2 separate regions of the Macaca mulatta genome follow, and region 1 is linked to region 2. A link is a contact called in public Hi-C data. All regions are on one chromosome and are shown on one strand. Each heading gives the region's core, a stretch centred on a gene start, on an enhancer-like site or on the middle of the called end of the contact. The rest is flanking DNA. Distances are from core to core; before and after follow the strand shown. Region 1 holds the start of ADSS2 (adenylosuccinate synthase 2). Region 2 holds the start of DESI2 (desumoylating isopeptidase 2).

Region 1 (3,526 bases), core at 393-2,892, 200 kb before region 2:
GGAATTCAATGGCAACACCCTCCAGAGTGCTAAGGTACAAAGTGTGTTGCCAGAGGGGTGGAGAAGTAATAGGCTGGAAGGGAAGGAGGGAGAGGTGGTAGTGACGGTTTCCTAAGAGGCAATTAGTGTAACAGCTATTTCAGAATGGACAGGGTGGATTTCTGCATGAAAACAAAACAAAACGAAACAAGGTAAATCAGAGAATATTTGCAGTATTTGCATTTAGCTCTTCTATATACCTGTGATTTCACTGTTTCTGCATGCTCAGAATGGTATTCAAGGGGGCCTATGACTTACTAGAACATATACAGCATGGCACCATCATATCATGCCATGTATGTTCAAAAACAAATACTCTTGCAACCTAAACAGACAGCAGTTAACTTCAAATATTAAATTATGCTTTGTTTTGAACGTGGTTATTACTCATCTACTTAGAATTTTGAAGCTGGAGAGAGTTATCTGAGAGCCTTTACAAAGGCCTCCCCTGTATGTTGGTTCAAAGGAAACGACAAATAGGAAGAAAGCTTACATCGAAAACCACGTGTCTCCCGTTAGAAGTTCATTACCACCTCGTTTTCCGAAAGTGCACTTTCGATGTCACCTTGGCAATGCAAATATTTATTTCTAAAGACTCAAGTTGATATCCATGTATTTACTTTTTTTCAACAGAGAAGGGATTCCTTCCTCTGGGACCAACTAGTAAAAGTAGTTTCTCCTTAACTTTAAGGTACGGAGCACATTGTAAAAACAAAAACAAGAAACTCAGGGCCCTAAAACAACAGTCCAAAGCCCAGAGGTGGGTGGGTTTGGATGTCAACAAAGTGGACCAGAGGAAGCAAAACACTGCATGCCACAGTCCTGCAGACGGGGGATCGGCGACTCTGGGTTTCAGGACATTTCGAAACAATCCACTCCCACTCCACCGCTCTGGGCGGGGTGGGGGGCGGTGATGGGGGGACTCTGCCGTCGCGCCGGGTCTCCGCCCGCAGTCGGAAGAGTTGGGAGCAGGCCTCGGGCGGTAGCTCCTCAAACTCGGACCGCATCCCACCTCCACCCTGGCCTCAGTCCCGGGGCGGAGCACCAGTCCCCAGACGCCAAACTGCAAGTCCCCAGGCATCGCGCATCTCTCAAAGGCTCCCCGCCAGCCCACCTTTTCCTCCAGAACCACCCCAAGTTTCACCCGACGCTCCAGGTCAGGGGTCCCCGACCTCCCGCCATTTCTCCACGTCGCCGCAGCTCAGGACAGGAGGAGAGAGCCTCAAGGTGACACCTCATTTTGGCCAGTGGATCCGGGTCCTGGGTCCGAGTTCCTGGGCACCAGGTGCCAGGCAGCCCGAGCTCCCGGGCCCAGCCTCCCGTGAGAGGCCCGTCGCCTCACCTGGCAGCGGCACACGATGTCGGCATCCTGCGCCAACAGATCCACCACCTTCCCTTTGCCTTCGTCGCCCCACTGCGCACCGAGCACCACCGTCACCCGGTTTCCTCCGGGCCGCGCCCTGGGGCGGCCGCAATCGCCGTTGGGCAGGGAGGATGTCGCCGGGTAGGTCTTGGCTAACGCCATGGCTCCGGTGACGCGAGGAGAGCCCGAAGGAGAGGCGGCCGCCGAGGAGTGAACGAACCGAACTGCTCTGCGGCCGCCAGCCACATGCGGAGGAAGAAGGAGCCAGAGGCCGGCCCCGCCCCCGCCCCGCCGGGCCGCCACCCTCCAGCCAGTCCCCGCCCCGCTCTCCGCCACAGCCCGCTCAATGGGGGACCATGACTGCCCCGCGCAGGCCGGCCTCGGCAGCACCGCCCGCAGGAAGAGGCCCTGGTGGCGGCAACCGCCACCACCCCGGGCCGAGGCCACGCCCCTTCCGCGGCCACGCCCCTTCCGCGGCCTGGCGCGCCACTCCTGTGCGAACCTCGCGAGCGGAAAAGGTCAGGGGCGGGGCTTCGAGAGCGCTTCTCCTTCAGCACCCCGCCTACCCGCTCTACCTCTCGCTTTCAAACTGGAGAGGCGCGGAGGCGCGTGTGGAGCGTCGGACTACAACTCCCAGCACGCAACGCTCTGGGCTGCGGCGGCGTATTCTGGGGCCCCTCTGTCTGCCATCTGCAGGTTTGTCTGGATTTGTCTTTATTAAGGAATGAACGTGTACAAAATACAAAGTGTGGAATTTCTCAGTACAAACAGCATAAAATCGGAACGTGTAAGTGTAGAATTGGAAATTGAAAGTCTGGAAGTAACAGAGATGGGGACAGGGATCAAATAAGACAAAATTCAAGGCCGGGCGCGGTGGCTCAAGCCTGTAATCCCAGCACTTTGGGAGGCCCAGACGGGCGGATCACGAGGTCAGGAGATCGAGACCATCCTGGCTAACACGGTGAAACCCTGTCTCTACTAAAAAAATACAAAAAAACTAGCTGGGCGAGGTGGCGGCACCTGTAGTCCCAGCTACTCGGGAGGCTGAGGCAAGAGAATGGCGGGAACCCGGGAGGCGAAGCTTGCAGTGAGCTGAGATCCGGCCACTGCACTCCAGCCTGGGCGACAGAGCGAGACAACGTCTCAAAAAAAAAAAAAAGACAAAATTCAACAGTAAGGCGATAAGGTAAAGGACATGAGATCTGAAATCAATAAATCAAGTAAAGTCCTAATTCTCATTTTACACAGTAATAACAAAGGCTCAGAGAGGAGGAGTGGATTACCTATGTCATATATAGTACATATATGCAGATACTGTCATGCACTTCTTTTCTTTTTTTAAATCCCCACAACCATATAAGGTAGGTGATCCTCTATTATCCTTATTTTACAGGATTTGAAAGCGAGGTAACTTGCCCTAGTGACGCCTGAATTGGTACTTCGATCATCTGAGTCCAGAGCCCATGTCCTTCCTGTAGATTCCACTGTCTCTTAGTTACAGTTGTAACTAGATTCTGGCGTATACCTACTGTTCATCTAATGCCCTTTCAACTCCAACACAAATTAACCATGATGCTTAATTCTGATAAAAGGTGCTTCGAAAAAAAGTGGGAATAGAATCACATTACATGTACCATCTCCCAAATCGCCTGGACATACTGTATGTTCACTAATGGTCTCTAGAGCGCACTTTAGTATTTTATTTCTAGTCAATGAGTTAAGTCAGGAACATTGAGAACCTGCTATTTACTAAGTGTCCTGGGCACTGATAACATAGGAGAAATAAAGATACAATTGCAGCCCTCAAGGATTCAAATTATTCGGTCTATTGATTAGTAAACAAATTAATTATAATACTATGTGATAATTGGTGTCTATCTTGGCCTTATTACAAGATCACAAACGTTTTGGAAATGAGAATGCCATCTATTTCTTTCTACTCAAATGCCCGAGGTAGTGCTGGGCAGATAGTAGATACTAAATAAGCACATGTTACTAATCATTTCCATTCAATTTTTAAAAATCATTTATGGGAGACTGATTGGAGTAATAAAACAACTCTGGTTTCCTGCGCAGCCAGCTCTACATGAATTACTATTTCTTTATTGCCATTCCCCTGTCTTG
Region 2 (3,924 bases), core at 1,059-3,558:
TTTCCTCCTGCCTCCATGCTTCCTCTTCATCCTTTACTTGACCTCTACATGGTGAAGGGTCCTAGAGCTTTGTTCTTGGCCCACTTCTTTTTAGCTATACATATTCCTAGGTCATCCAACCAAGCCCCAAGTCTATAATGGCCATGACTCCAGTTTATCCAAATGTCTACTACTTGGCAGTCATGGATGTCTAAAAGGCATCTCCAACTTAGCATGATCAAACCATAACTCTTGATTTCCCTCCCCTCAACCTGCTCCTCCCCAAAATGTGTCACATCTTATAAATGCCAGAACTATCCACTCAATTGACCAAGTCAAAAATCTAGAAGTTTTCTTGAATCCTCTCTCCCTAACCAACTCAACATCTAACTCATTAGCAAGTTCCACAGACTTTACTCCAAAATATTTAAACTCTAATTATTTCGGTCTCCACCACTATCAGCAACAACGAAGCCATTTCTGGCATGCACTTCTGGAATAGCATCCAATTGGTTGACTCAATTAACTTTCGCCACATAACTACCCCCAAAACTTTGTGGCTAAAAACATTATTTCTCACATCAATGTGGTTGTGGCCAGGGAAGGATAGCCCAGGAGAGCTTCACATGTTCGCAGTTGGTTGGATGTCAGCTGGATGTGGGCCATGACTTGACCATGTGTCCCTCATCATCCATCAGGCTAGCCTACACTCATTCCTAAGATGGTGGCCACAGGACTCCCAAGTTCAGCAAGAGGGCAAGTCCCAACTCACAAGTGTTTTTTAAGCCTCTGCTAGCATGCTGTTAATGTCCCATGTCCAAAGCAAGTCACAGTCCAGTGCAGTCAGTGGGGGGAGACACCACCAAAGAGTACAATTTGGGAGACTGGAAATAATTTGTGGCTATTTTGATAATCTGCCACACTCATCTTCCTGTTTCCACCTCCTTTGCCTCTCTGAAATCCATTTTCCACACAGCAACCCAAGTAATCATTTTTAAACACACGCACAATCATTTCACTCCCTGGTCCAAACTTATGGCTTCATTCAAAATACAACCCCTGTTATGAATTTTAAAATCCTTCCGAGCTCTGGCTTCTGCCTACCTGCCCAGCTCATCTAACACCATCGTGTCCTTGCCTATTGTGTCCCAGCAACAGTGATCTTTTGTTTCCTTGAATACAGACAACTCCTTCATGCCTCAGATCTTTGCATTTGTTCCCTTTGACTGAAATACTCCTCCCCCTCATATTTGCGGGGCTGGCTTTGTCATTCATAGTTCAGCTTAAAACTCATCTCATTACAGCGATCTTCCCCGTGCAGCCAATTTAAGATTACTCTCAATGACTTCACCTTATTTAAATTTTCTGCAAAGCACATACCAGTGATAATTTGTTTGTCCCTGTTCCTGTTTATCACAATATTCCCGAGGGCCTACAACACTGCCTGGCACATAGGAAGCACACAACAAATATTTGTTAAATTAATGCAGAGCTGCATACTACGTCCCAGGATTGTGCTAAGCTATGGTTACTGGACCCTTCTCATATCAGCAGGATAGTTTCACAAAACGTAAATTCCACACTGAGGATTAACTGGATGCACGTTACACCTCATCCCACACCAGTAACTCGTCTTCCTGTTTCCCCACCCCTCCCTTTGCCAAAGAAAAAGTGAGGAGGGATTTGGAAAACTTAGGGTCATCACTCTGGTCTTTTGCCACATTTCGTTGGCTTCATCGAGCTCAACGCGACATGAACTACTAACAGCAGCAGCACCGGCGATGAGAGGGTGAATGAAAGTAGAAGACTTCACCGCCCGCGGACCGCAAGGTATCGGCCGCAGCTCCAAAGCACTGCATGCTGGGAGCAGTAGTCTCCCAGGGAGGCCTGGTCTGGTAGGACCGGGGCCCCCGCGGCATGCAGGGAGTTGTAGTCGAAGGACTGTTGAGACTCCGCCTCTGCGCTTATAGTAGCGAGGGGGAATCCTCACTGCATGCTGGGAACTGTAGTGTTCCTGTGGCCCCGTGCCTCCAGAACGCGGAGGCGCCGAAGCTGCCGCCATTTTAGGTCCCGAGGTGCGGCGGCCGGGAGCCAGAGCGCAGGCGGGCTCAGTCCCGGCGCCGGGCCGGCCCCGCCCCCGGGGCGCCTGGCGCCCGCCCCTTGCTCAAGCCCCGCCTTTCCCCACGTGTCTGCCGCCTAGGGGAGGTGCCTCATCCGGAGCGGGCCGCCAACGGTCCGGCCCCGTCCGCACAGAGGCTCCTGTCGGCGGCGCCCGGGAGCGGCTCGGCTGCCCGATGCTTCCGCCCCGGCTGCCGCGGGCCGGGCTGTGCGCTTAGTGCCCGGCTCGGGCCCCCTGAAGCGCCCGCGGGGGTGAGAGCGGCCTCCGGCCCCGCGGAGACGGAGCGGCTTGAGGACGAGGCGGCGGCCGCGGGGAGGAGGATGGGGGCTAACCAGTTAGTGGTGCTCAACGTGTACGACATGGTGAGTGCGGCCCCTGGCGGCCCCGAGCCCTGGCCCAGGCCGGCTTCCTCTCGCCGGTCGGGCTCGGACCCCGGCCCCAGGCGCTTCCTGCCTCGCGTCTCCGCCTCCAGCCTAGTTCTCGGGGGAAGCCGGGGGTAAAGGAGGGAGTGTGGTTCATTTTTAATCCTCGCACTCGTCGACGCTCCGGTGAACCCAGTCAGCCCGAGGCTTTGGCCGGTGCTCAGGTGGGCTGGAACCTCTCCCAGCCGCTCCGGTTGGCCGCGACCCTGGCTCTGGGCCCGACCCCTTGGCCCACGAGCAGTGTCCTTTCGGCAAAGCTTCCGTTGCGTGTCCAACCCCACTTGCCGGCCCCCGGGGCTGCCCCGGGACCCCCGTCCCGACCGCCTGCGCTCCCAGCTCCTCTGCTTCTGCCGAGCTGTGCATCTCTCTCCGTGGCTTAGTCTTGAAAAACTCCCAAGCCCCTCCAAGTCCAGAAAGTCACAGCTTTCGGGTGCCTGTGCTAGAATCTCTTCAAAGGTGAACAGGAGCCAACACACCCTTGCCTTGTGTGTTCAAGGCAACCGCGTTAAAATATGAATGAGGCTAACATTTCTCAAGAAAATAGCCCAGCTGAATGATTCAGAGATCCTGGTGGTGCTCCTTTCCCACACCCTGAAGACCACTTTCCCGGTGATGCAACAGGTGACGTGACCACAGGAGAGGGAAGGGAAGAAGTTGTTTGTTGTGTCATGTAACTTTGGAGTCTGGCAGGCACGCAGAATCGAGCCCAAGAACTGGTTTGCCTGATTTTTGCAGTTGAAATTACCCCAGAAAAAGCACCCGGTGGAGAGTTGTCGTTGCAGTTAGATGTATGCCTGGGTGCGTTTGCTTGCTTTGGGTTGATGGGTTTTTGTTCTGTCGAATGGATTACCTCTGACTGCAATGCTTAAAATTCCTTGTAAGTTGACTGACAAATGAAAAATTGCCCATCGTGGTTTTTGTTGGCTTAAAGATGCGGGAGAGCAGAAGGACTACAGGCCAGGAGTCTTACACAGTTCTAAACTTTGTATTCCCTTGTATTATTTATAAGTTTCTACATTTACAGTGTTATATCTTGGGTAGAAAGGGATTCCTCAGGCCATATCTGGGAATTGTGTCAGAAGGGTGTAGGAACTGCCTGCCACTTGAGATGAGTCCTCTGTTGAATTCTGATGTGAGCTTGGAGATGAGATGAGTTCACATGCTGAGAAAAGTGGAACAGCACAGAAAAAGTTGAAGAGAATAAGCCAAACAAAAGATCCTAGAAAAGCATGGCACTTTGTAAATTCTTTGGCCTGTGTCACTGTTGAGAAATAATTCTCTAGACTTAAACTTTTTGTGTTCAGCTGAACGCCTTTATTTTTCAAGGTTCTTACTGCCCTTGTACTTTTTCTGTGCACCACTCCCCCCCCATCTGAGTGTGGTTTGTTTTTTATTCATGAAGGC

The links. Hi-C and Micro-C count contacts between places; a contact is called where the count stands out from the background.
Region 1: a Hi-C map of blood shows a contact between it and region 2, with 6 times the contacts expected there. The contact joins the promoter of ADSS2 here to the promoter of DESI2 in region 2. A contact is called at or near these places in 4 of 14 Hi-C or Micro-C datasets (blood, cortical neurons, fetal cortex germinal zone and 1 more).

What each region holds. Positions count from the first base shown.
Region 1 is chr1:4,674,491-4,678,016 of T2T-MMU8v2.0, reverse strand. It overlaps ADSS2 (adenylosuccinate synthase 2), which reads right to left and starts at 1,642. Exons shown (of 13, transcript NM_001261110.1): 1 at 1,382-1,642. The coding sequence starts at 1,564.
Region 2 is chr1:4,475,294-4,479,217 of T2T-MMU8v2.0, reverse strand. It overlaps DESI2 (desumoylating isopeptidase 2), which reads left to right and starts at 2,308. Exons shown (of 5, transcript NM_001257794.1): 1 at 2,308-2,460. The coding sequence starts at 2,419.